Regions from separate parts of the Rattus norvegicus genome. Here regions 2, 3 and 4 are each linked to region 1. The links are chromatin contacts, called in public Hi-C maps. All regions are on one chromosome and are shown on one strand. The core of a region is the stretch at or near the end of the contact, and the rest is flanking DNA. Distances in the headings are between cores, read along the strand shown.

Evidence for each region. A called contact is a pair of places that touch in the nucleus more often than the background predicts.
Region 2: a contact with region 1 is called in a Hi-C map of the A7r5 cell line, with 4 times the contacts expected there. The contact joins the enhancer-like site here to the promoter of Klf6 in region 1. A contact is called at or near these places in 2 of 12 Hi-C or Micro-C datasets (the A7r5 cell line and mammary epithelial cells) and 1 of 1 datasets of contacts at active chromatin or transcription factors (oligodendrocytes).
Region 3: a contact with region 1 is called in a Hi-C map of Schwann cells, with 13 times the contacts expected there. The contact joins the enhancer-like site here to the promoter of Klf6 in region 1. A contact is called at or near these places in 4 of 12 Hi-C or Micro-C datasets (the A7r5 cell line, the Rat2 cell line, Schwann cells and 1 more) and 1 of 1 datasets of contacts at active chromatin or transcription factors (oligodendrocytes).
Region 4: a Hi-C map of the A7r5 cell line shows a contact between it and region 1, with 8 times the contacts expected there. The contact joins the enhancer-like site here to the promoter of Klf6 in region 1. A contact is called at or near these places in 2 of 12 Hi-C or Micro-C datasets (the A7r5 cell line and Schwann cells) and 1 of 1 datasets of contacts at active chromatin or transcription factors (oligodendrocytes).

What each region holds. Positions count from the first base shown.
Region 1 is chr17:69,457,158-69,459,857 of GRCr8, forward strand. Klf6 (KLF transcription factor 6) reads right to left here and starts at 1,321. Exons shown (of 4, transcript NM_031642.5): 1 at 976-1,321. The coding sequence starts at 1,179.
Region 2 is chr17:70,096,222-70,098,921 of GRCr8, forward strand. No RefSeq gene overlaps it. Among named protein-coding and RNA genes, the nearest start is that of Akr1e2, 550 kb to the right of the region's middle. Within about 2 kb of position 1,395, at least 11 of the 93 cell types and tissues checked have an H3K27ac peak or open chromatin away from gene starts, as enhancers often do. A contact at or near this core is called in the A7r5 cell line, where this site is marked.
Region 3 is chr17:68,821,568-68,824,267 of GRCr8, forward strand. No RefSeq gene overlaps it. Among named protein-coding and RNA genes, the nearest start is that of Pitrm1, 86 kb to the left of the region's middle. Within about 2 kb of position 1,269, at least 22 of the 93 cell types and tissues checked have an H3K27ac peak or open chromatin away from gene starts, as enhancers often do. A contact at or near this core is called in Schwann cells, where this site is marked.
Region 4 is chr17:69,995,214-69,997,913 of GRCr8, forward strand. No RefSeq gene overlaps it. Among named protein-coding and RNA genes, the nearest start is that of Klf6, 540 kb to the left of the region's middle. Within about 2 kb of position 1,353, at least 16 of the 93 cell types and tissues checked have an H3K27ac peak or open chromatin away from gene starts, as enhancers often do. A contact at or near this core is called in the A7r5 cell line and Schwann cells, where this site is marked.

The DNA.
Region 1 (2,700 bases), core at 71-2,570:
ATCTGCTAATTCACTTGGAGGAAAAAAAAAAAGCCAGCCCAGAAGGGTAGAGAGATGGTCACGGAATCATCATGGTTTTAAAGACAATGGTAAAAGTGTTTGAGAATATATATATTTTTGCCACTCACAGAATCCTAAGACTTAGAAGGGGGAAGGGGTGTTTCTTTTATTTCCGTTGCCCCAAATTCTAGTTCCACTTAAATGCCGGAATTGGAGATTTTTCTTGCCCAAAGTAAGAACCGAAGCAACTAGGAATGGACTCATTGTCATATGACTGACAAGTCACTTGTGTGCAAACAGCACCCCCACACACACACACCCGCCGCGCAGTCAACAAGAAAAGCAGGTAAGAAAAACAAGGCAGACATACGTGAATGCTAAGACATTATCCAGAAGAAAAAGAAACTGTAAATGGCCTTGAGTTCAAAAAGAACCGCTGCGTTCCGCGAGCAATATCTTAAGACTTTTTTAAAAAATTGGATGTACAAATATCAAAACAAAACCAAAATCCTTAAATCAAATCTTTTGGCAGTCAAGGCAAGCTCGTTCATATGACAGGGTCCAGCTGTGGAGTTTGGAACTGGTACAAGCCCCAAAGTTGTGCCAATGGTTCAGGTCTGGATCGGCCAGAGGAATCTGGGGTCCCCCCCTCAGGTGTATGCTGCTCGGAAGCTCGGAATTAGCAAAAATGAAACAAAAACGAAGAAATAAAAACGTACTGGGAAGGAGAGCTCGCCTCCACACAAATGACAACTCTACTCCTCGCTCCCGAAGGCTCGCTCTACAGTGCCTTCACCATTCCAAGCAGCAGAAGGACATCTTAAGATCATTATTTTATTTTATTTTAAATTAGGCAAATGCTAATCATCATTAAAAAAGATGCACTTCCAAGTACACACCATCTTGCCTGCTCCTCCGCGCAACTCCCTCCTCGGCGCACCGGGCAGGTGAAAAAAAAAAAAAATCCGTATTTACCTGTTGCCAATATTCCTCCAGGGACGGCAGAGCCGAGAAGTAGCCCGTTTCGTGCACAATCTGTAGTTCCTGGAAGATGCTACACATTGGGAGCACATCCATGTCGGGTTGGAAAAGACAGTCCCCGCTGTCGGGAAAACAGGGAGGTGAACGATCAGGAGTCGGAGCAGAAACTGTTCCCGGGAGCGCAGGTGAAAGTTTCATGCAAACTGGATGGCGCTGCAATCGGACGCCGGGTCCGGACCCTCCCGCAGCCCGCAGCGCGCCGAGCCCACGCAATATTTGCAAACAGCGGACTGACTGCAAGCGTAACCCCTGCAAAACTTCCCTATTCAAAGCTCCGCTGCCAGCCTCCCCCCTCCTCCCCCGCTTGGCTCCCCCCACTCCTCCTCCCCCCACGTGACCAGCTTGGAGCTCCGCCCCCCACGGTACCCAATCCTGCCGCTCCTGTCCCGGGGGCTGCGCGACGATGATGTCAGCTCGCACCAATCGCCGGTGCGGTCACACAGCGGCCCCGCCTGGCGTGACCGAGCCTCTCCATTAAAGGCCTTCCTATTGGTGCAATTCGAACTCGGCCTGCGCTGATTGGAAAGACGTCTCGCAGGCTATTTTTAGCAGGGTATATAAGGCGAGGGCTACGGCGCGCCGAAGGAGTCGGCGCTGGGAGGTGCACAGCCTAACGTTGTAGAAGTGCGGCCGGAGCGGCCGGAGCTAGGGGAACCTGGCCGGGGCAACCGGGCACCTGTCCCCGCCGCCCGGCTGCTCGGTTGCACCTTCTGATCCGGTCACCCGGACCGGTACCCAGCAAATCAAGGGAGCAGACATATGCCCAATCCCCCTCATTCCTCCCGATAGTGGCCCGTGTTCCCGGATCCTTCCCTGGCCCTCCATTCTCCTTGATCCCCCGATTTCTCTCTTTGTCCCGAGTCCCCTCCGTACTCAGAGATGCAGAGGTGCCCCGGGGTAGGAGCAAACATGCCCTTATGTCCCCGTGTGGCAATGGGACCAAATGACCGAACAGCAGGGGGACTTGGTGCTCTAGAGTCACTGTGTGGTAGTTTCTGTCTGGATCCCTGGGGTGGAGGATGACAGGAGCCTGAAACTAAAATACCCCCACTTCCTACGCAGGCGGAGGGGGAAAAGCCAGAGCATCTCAAAAGCGCCCTACCTGACCTGTGTGTCAGATACACTCAGTTCTCAGGAATGAATTTTACCTACTCTAAGTTGGAAGTGCAGCTTTTAAGATCAAGATCGCATCGCTGACCCGGCGCCACCGCCACCCCGACTTGGAGAGCTGGACACTTACAGCTTAAAAAAAAATCCCTTTACTTGATGCACACAGTTTTAATTCAAAGAAGATGCAGATTCTGCTGCTAATGGGGTAGAAATGTGTTTATCTTTTAGAAGGCAGTCTCCAAGATGTCTCACGAAGGTTAACAGGCTTTCCCATTGTCGCGTAAACAATTTGAATTGTTTTTCATATGAATTGTCTCCCAAAGCACACCATGATATTCATTTAAAAGGAAAAACCAAAAAAAAAAAAAAAAGGAGGAAAGAGCAGCTAAAAGTTTTGAATAAAATTCCAATTATAATAACTTCGAAAATAATATTTAATGAACAGTATCCTTTTAAAAGTTATCAAACGTGTAAAATAAGTTGAAGAGAGTTTTCATATTTCATTTATGAGGTCTTGGAAAGATGCATGTATAGGCTTGACGGATTTGT
Region 2 (2,700 bases), core at 145-2,644, 640 kb after region 1:
CTGACCATGCATGTTTACATTCTCTATGTTTTGAAATGCCATACAAGGCATCTACAGTGATCATCTATGGCCAGCCATCTCCCAAGCTGTATAATTTCAGGAGTGTTAGGAAAGACCTGTCTCACCCATGTCGCACCACCATGAGTGTGTATGCCTAAAGCCCCACTGTTACAATATGGTTTCAAGAGGTCAGTAGGTGGCTCGGTGTGTATGTGTCTATGCTGTACAAGCATGAGGATTTGAATAGAAATCTGCAGCATCCAGGTATAAGCCTGTAAGTGGCTACACATGCCTGAAAGCTCAGTGCTTGAAAGGAAGGCATAAGAGGATTGCCGGGGCTAGCTTGCTGTGAGCCTGGCTCCACATTCAGTGGAAGATTCTGTCTCTGAAGAGAATAAGACTTGGGGTGACAGAACAGGACACTTAATAATTTCTTCTGGACTTTACACATACACAAGAGCATATGCCTGTACATATGCATGTATGTCTGTGACACAAAATTCACACACACACACACACACGCACGCACACACACACACACACACACTCACACACACACACACTTTAATAAAGAAGGGATGGAGGAACAGAAGGAAGAGGAACAGGAGGAAAAATGGTTTTTGTTTCTCTTTTCTTCCAGGGTTCATTAATGAAGTGTGTCTATTCTTGGAGATAGTAGAAGTATAAGCCTTATTAAATGTCAGCTAAGCAAATCCAGATGACTCAGAGCTCAGCAGCGAAAGGACCAGGGCAACTCTGCCCACTTGAGGATTTAAACATCTTAGTCAATATGGAAGGATATAGGACAGCTTGAATGTTCCACCACTAGTCTTCTCTGTTCTTGGTCTCTTTCTCTGCTCTTTCCCAAGGCTAACGTATGCTTCGCTTTTAGCTAAAAAAAAAATGGAGACTTTAAGAACAGTGGGTTTATTTTTTAGTTCAAAGCACAGGGATACTGTTTATTCAGGGTGTGGGGTTTCCTTTCCCTCTCACACTTGTAAGGAAGCACACACCAAATGACATGTACTCCTTACGCTCCTAAGCACTCTTGGCACTGGTCTATTCTATTTCAGAAACGGGCAGGGGAAGCATAGTTGAAACTGCTACGGAGGTTTCTATTTCAATGAATAAGTTGTTATCCAGGTCGAGAGCCAGGAACTATAGAAAATATATCATAGTATGCTGCTGAGATCAGTTTGAAGACTCAAAAGAGGAGTAGACACCCCGCTGGGGGCTGGGCCTTTCCACTTCTATGGAAAACATTCCCCAGAGCTCATTGGAAGCGGATGAATCATGCCAAGGAGTATTTTTAGGAATCCATTAGCTCATCTGTAGCTTAGATATGAAAGACCCAATTGGAGCAGCGCTCTGAGACTTTACACACGGGCTGTTTGGAGTGTTGTCATCTTATCACTGATATCTTGGTCTGCAATTGAGTCATCTTCTAGGTGAGCAGCAGGAGAAAACAGAAGGGAGGCTGTTGCTACAACAGAGCATTTGATAAGATGTTGGTGAAGTCAAAGCCAAGGACAGCCTCATATTTATCTCCCCTGGGGGAGTACCTAGTTACTCTCAGCTCCTCTAGAAATGTTCAGTTACATTTGCCAATATTACTACTGAACACTTTCAGTATTGCATTAGAAAGTCATGGCTGGTGTCAAGAGGTCCACATCATCAAATATGTAAAATGTCTCAGGAGATGGGACCAGAGTTTGCCCTTGTGTTTGCAACCCAAAGTTCATATCACTGGAGAATGGGAAAAATAAAAGTAGCAGACATTGCATGTACAAGTGTGAAAGTGTGGGGGACAAATTTGTCCTGGAAGGAGGTCTTACCCCTAATTTGTGTGTGTGTGTGTGTGTGTGTGAGTGTGTGTGTGTTTATGCAAGTATGTATATGTTTTAATATGTATGTGTTTGCTTGTAAGTGTATGGTGTTATTCATTTATATGTGTGAAATATGCATGTATGTATTCTTGGTTTATATGTGCTGACCTCTGTGTGTTTAATTTAGTTTTTCAATTTAATTTCTAACTAAGGATTTATAAGTCAACTGACTGTCAGTAAGTACATTCTTGGTTGAAAACTGCAATAGTTTTAATTAGTACGCAGGGAAAATATTCCATTCAACATCCTGGTATAACAGTCAAGTATGATTTGGTCTTGATCACAAGATATTATATGCTGGCAACAACAGAAAGCTATGTAGACAAAAAAGTTAATTTTGGCATTGGAAGAGGAGAAAAACAAATTCAGACAGAATATTCTCTTTTTTAAAATGACTGCGGACTTCAACCTATGCCTGCTCTGTTAGTGTTACTCACCACTTGACTATTTGGATTACTTTTCAGTGTAATTTGCATATATGTCAAATTCTATGACTATTTCTCAGGGAGATCCATGTGTCTGCTCACTGGACTTGGTTTAGCCACAGTTTAAAACCCACACTCACTAACTTAAGGGGATATTCATCTCTAGGCAAAGCCTCAAGGACACAGAGTTCTTCTGAGACATTTCTCAGCCTTTCCGTATCTCCATCCCTCTTATAAAAACAGATGGTGTCTTTCCAGTCCAGCAGGGAGCTATGGCAAGCACTTGTGGAGAGTAAATTGGAAAGTTGATATTTCCTCTTAAATAAACAGCCACAAAAGAAAACTGGATCTTGAATTTCACACCAAATTCAAACCATTACATGGAAGTC
Region 3 (2,700 bases), core at 19-2,518, 640 kb before region 1:
TAGGTTTCACAACGAGGCTCTTCTTTGAGCCAGTCAAAATAAAATGACAACGAGAGAGCTCGAGGCACATGGCAGTGTGGCCAGAGAACGTGGAGGCTGCTTCCTCGCTTATGCAATGAGCAGCCAGGGAGGGAAAGCAGACAGGATCAGGCTTCTTATGACTGCCGACTCCTAGCTCTGTCTCTAATAAGTGCCTTTCATGCCCGTACGTCTTATACCATTATGCGGGTTGATCCACATGCAGAAATAACGATCCCTCTTGGACTAGACGCAAGGGCCAACAGGATTTGAGCCGATGTCTGAACATAATCCCCAGGTTTGGAAAACGACTACTCTACGTCGCAGTGGCAATCTACTAAGAGCTTCCCTAAATGAACCCTGATGAGTAGGTGTGATCGGAGTCCCACCCTGGGGTATCCACAGTCACCCTGCACAGTATGTGGGGGAATTTTTCCCTGTACTTCTCCTCTGTGGTGTGGCATTTGCTAGAGGACCCCGTGTCACCAGGAACCTCAGCTCAGCATTCTTAAGAGAGGTATTATTTGGTGGTTAGTGGAGCCCTAAATTAGTGATGCACTGTAGTGATTTTCATTTGGAATACCCTTGTTACCATGACAATCATATCATGCCGTGTTTCCTTGTCTTGGGTGTTTCTAGAGGCAATCCAGCCTCCATAAACTCCCCATCACGTCGGAGACCCTGAATACTCCACATTTATGCATGCTGACTGAAATCAGGCATATTAGGATTCCAAGGGCTGAGAACACATCCACCTCTGTGATTATGCCAATTTACTGCATATCCAGCAAGCATTAGCAGTCACATAAAGTAGACAATTAGTGAGCTACAAATAGGTAGTGCACAGGTATTGTACACATCCATCATTTAATATTCCAGGTATTTATGAGAGCGGTAAATGCTGCATAGTACGCCGATGACCTCAAGGCTCTCCCTGGGAGGCGTGCTGGCACACCTGCGAACACACTCGTCAGTATGGTGTGTGACTGTGTGTGTACCCATGTGTGTGGTGATAATGCTGTGTGTGTGTGTGTGTGTTGCACACTGTGGTGAGGTGAAGAAAGATGAGATAAAATAACAAGAAGAGGGAAGGAAGAGGAGGAAGGTTCAGGAAATGGAGGAGGAGAGGGACCGCATCGCTGGGGTGTACCGGAGTGCCCCTGAGAGGAACAACCCAGGCATAGGCATGTATGAGCATGAGCGACGTCCTTTGCTTCACTCGTCACAGTCCAAGGCAGGCTCTGAATCTCAGCTTTGAGCCAAAGTTCCAGGCACTTCCTGGCTGACTGCCCATCAGTTTTCAGCCTCCACTGAGCAGAAAGAGCTCCTGGGAGGGGACTCTGCATCCTGAATGGATTGGGCAAAGCTGGTTTGAACAATGAGTCTCAAGTTATAGTCTTGCTGGGAAAACTCATCGCAGGTGACCTTCCTCTCTCCGGCTCTCTCCCCAGGGGTTTTTCCAAGGGTGGAAGGAAGCTTTCGTCTGAGTCTTCCAGCAGGTGGCAGTGTGGCCGATAATTCCCTCGTGGGAGGCTGCAGTAAATACTGTCTTTAGATGCCGAAGGAGTTTTCTCCCTCTTCATTAACGGTCAACGTCAGTGTATGATAAAAAGCAGGGTGAGCTTTGGAATAGCAAATACTCGACTTGTAGCATTCTCTTCCAGTTTTGAAATGCATATATGCAATTATTATATGGGGTATAGTCATGTTCAAAGCCCGAGTTGGCACACTCCGTGACTTCCTAGATCCCAGACACCAATGCCATTACACAAATCAACACAAGTGCAGTTGGGCTTCTTGCGGGTCTCAAGAAGTTGGTACAAAATCCCAGTTGCTTATGAGTGACTGTGATTCACGGCAAGAACTGATGTTCCCTTACTTAGTAATCCAGGAGGGGAATGTGTGAAGGTGAACATTGAGGACAATGACAGAGTCCAGTCAAAATCTAGGCAACCACTTGGAATGTAAACAGAAAATATATACCCCACACATAGACCTTTGAGCTATACATTCTCAAATATCTCGCTGACTTGACTTATAACCCTTTGCCCTCAATGTCTGTGATGGTTTGTGTATGCTCAGCCCAGGGAGTGGCACTATTAGAAGGTGTGGCTCTGTTGGAGTAGGTATGTCACTGTGGGAGTGGGCTTAAGACCTTAAGCTGTCTGGAAGTCAGTCTTCTGCTAGCAGCCTTCAGATGAAGATGTAGAACTCTCAGCTCCTCCTGGACCATGCCTGCCTGAATGCTGCCATGTTCCCTCCTTGAGGATAATGGACTGAACTTCTGAACCTGGAAGCCAGGCCCAATTAAATGTTGTCCTTATAAGAGTTGCCTTGGGGGGCTGGGGATTTAGCTCAGTGGTAGAGCGCTTACCTAGGAAGTGCAAGGCCCTGGGTTCGGTCCCCAGCTCCGAAAAAAAGAACCAAAAAAAAAAAAAAAAAAAAAAAAGAGTTGCCTTGGTCATGGTGTCTGTTTAGAGCAGTAAAACCCTAATGAAGACAATGTTCATCTCACTCTTCCTCAGGATGCTGGCAGGGTAGAACTAGATGCCCTTGTGAGTTCAGTGTGGGACTGCTTATCACGCAAGTTTTCACTTTTCATCAAGGGAGACTCTTTTGCAGTGTAGTAAATTCTGATATGTGTAAATGTACAACAGTCTTTTTCTTAGGGTAAAGATGTTT
Region 4 (2,700 bases), core at 103-2,602, 540 kb after region 1:
TTTCACACAGGTTGGTGAATGGGCAATTAGTTGTGCTTGATATGTGCATGTTAGGCCCATCCCCACCACCAATGCAAAGATACAAGTCTGTAACTCCACTCCTTAGAGAGTTCACTGGTCAAGCTAGCCTAGACCAGAGGATAAACTCCAGTTTCAGTAAGAAACTCTATTTCAAAAAGGGCAGCGTCTAATGAGAAAGGAAAGTAAGCAAAGGGTGCATGTGAGTGCACCGCCCAAATGTGCGCGCACGCGTGCGCGCACACACACACACACACACACACACACACACACACACACACACACACACACATGCATGCACATATACATACCCAATTCCTGAAGAACTCTGTACAATTATGTAAGTCATTGTCTTAGAGTTTTACTACTGTAAACAGGCACCATGACCAAGGCAAGTCTTACAAGGACAATATTTAATTGGGGCTGGTTTACAGGTTTGGAGGTTTAGTCCATTATCATCAAGACAGGAGCATGGCAGTGTCTAGGCAGGCACGGTGTAGGAGGAATTGAGAGTTCTACATCTTTATCTACAGGCCAGTAGGAGACGACTGACTCCCACATAGTCAGGAGAAGGGTTATAAAGTCCATGCCCAAAGTGACGTACCTCCTCCCACAAGGCCACACCTCCCAATAGTGCCCCCTGCCTCGGGCCAAGCATATTCAAACTACCACAGTCATTTTGCTGGAAGCAGATCTAAGTTACTGAGTCACATTTTAAAAATCAAAGCTCTGCAAACACACACACACACATGATAGTCTAAACATGTGTCTTCTTACAAGGTACATTTGGAGGCCAAAAACAGACTTTCATAATGGTAAGATCAGATATATTTTTTGGACCAAAATGTATTCTGAAAATTTTCTGTTGGTTATGAAAACAACCTGTTATAGAGAAGCAAAAACAGGAGGAACAACTGCCTTGATATTTTAAAGGTGAACTTACGATAGCCACAACCTGGAGCACGAGGACAAAAATGTCTTTAATTTGATCATTCTTTGCCTGCAAAATGCCACAGACATTATTATTTTCTTGAAAGCGCCGGAAACATGTCCTGATGCTTTAAAGCCTCTCATTCTTCTTAGTACACTGAGGTATTTCTAGTTCCTTCTTTCCTATTCCCAGCTTCACCCGTGTCATTAAAGTATACTGTCTGCTTTAGTCCGGGAGGCATTTATGGCCTCCACTGTCTTCTGAACTCTGGCAGAGATAATGCATCTGGGTTTCCTTAGTGATATTCTGAACACATTTTTGCTCTCTTCCACCCAGAGCACATACTTCTGGTGGAATTCCTGTTGTGTGGGAGGCCAGCTAAGCTGCATTCACACACTGGCACTCCCAGATGTGGTCTCCCTGGATTTGTTCCAGTCCCTCTGTCTCAGCAGCCAGACATGTGTTGCTGAAGTCTTTTCTTCAGCATCTGAGCTCGACAACCACAGGAGTCTTTGTGCTGTTTATTTATCTGATAGCTGTTGAGCCTCTGTCTCTCTCTGACTCGCTGTCTCTCTGTCTCTCTGTCTCTGTCTCTCTCTGTCTCTGTGTGTGTGTGTGTGTCTTTCCTTCTTTTATATGCTTGTGATTCCTTCTTTTCTATTAAAATTGTAAAACAGTTTGTTTCCACGGCAAAAAGTTAGACTTTTAATGGGAGCCAGGAGATGAGATACTGTGTTTGCCTGTTTGTTTTAACTACAGGAAGGTCACTACAACTGTGACTGCAAGCAGACACCTGCACCATCTGTTTTTGTCAACAAGCCTTTCAAAAGAACACAATATACAGTCATTTCCCACCAGGATGTGTTCTTCCAGACCTATGAAGAACTTTGGCTCACCTGAAACATGACTATTTTTTGAAAAAAATTTTTTTTTGCTATATTAAATGGTAGTAAGAATTGGGTGTTTGTGAGGAAAAAAGAAATCATGTCTGAAGTTAAAAGCTTGAATCCTACCCCCCTTTGTCTCTCTGTCTCTCTGTCTTCCTGTCTCCTCCCAAACCTTCCTCTCTCTTGGTCCTTTGGTGATGATTGGGGAAATGAGACGACAGAGTTGGAGAGCAGTCGCAGCCACCCAGCCTTCACTGTTCAGACTGATTTGAATACTTGAGGTAGATACAAGATGATTGACATATAATACTACCAATGGTGGTGTGTATACAATTGAGGGAAAGGCATCATTCATAGGAAGTGATCACAATTCTTTGTCAACTGATCCCCATCACTAGGGAAATACCCAGTGAGTGAAATTCGAGGGCCTTCAGAGTCCAGTCAGGCATCACAGCTCTCTATTTGCTGTTATTTATTCTGTGATGTACACAAAAGCCAAACAATGTATGCATCAGATATTTTTGTTCACATGTGAGAACAGACAGTGTCTTTATCATTTAAATAAGGGAAACTGAGACTACAGACAGCTCGGCAAGAAAAGGAAATATCCTATCTGGCCTCCTGAAAGTTCAATGATTTCATTAACACCTCCCCCCAACCCCCTGCGTCATAGTTATTTGTTTAAAACAGGAAACAGGCTTTTAATGTTAGGGATAGGATTGTGAGACCAGAAAACATCACAATGTGGATGAGGGCTGAGTGTGACAGAGAGTCATAGTCTCAATTCTTGACTTTCGCTTTCCATCCTAAGAACAATCTTAAACTTTGGCTTTTATCCAGAGGATCTCCCTGATCTCAGAAGAG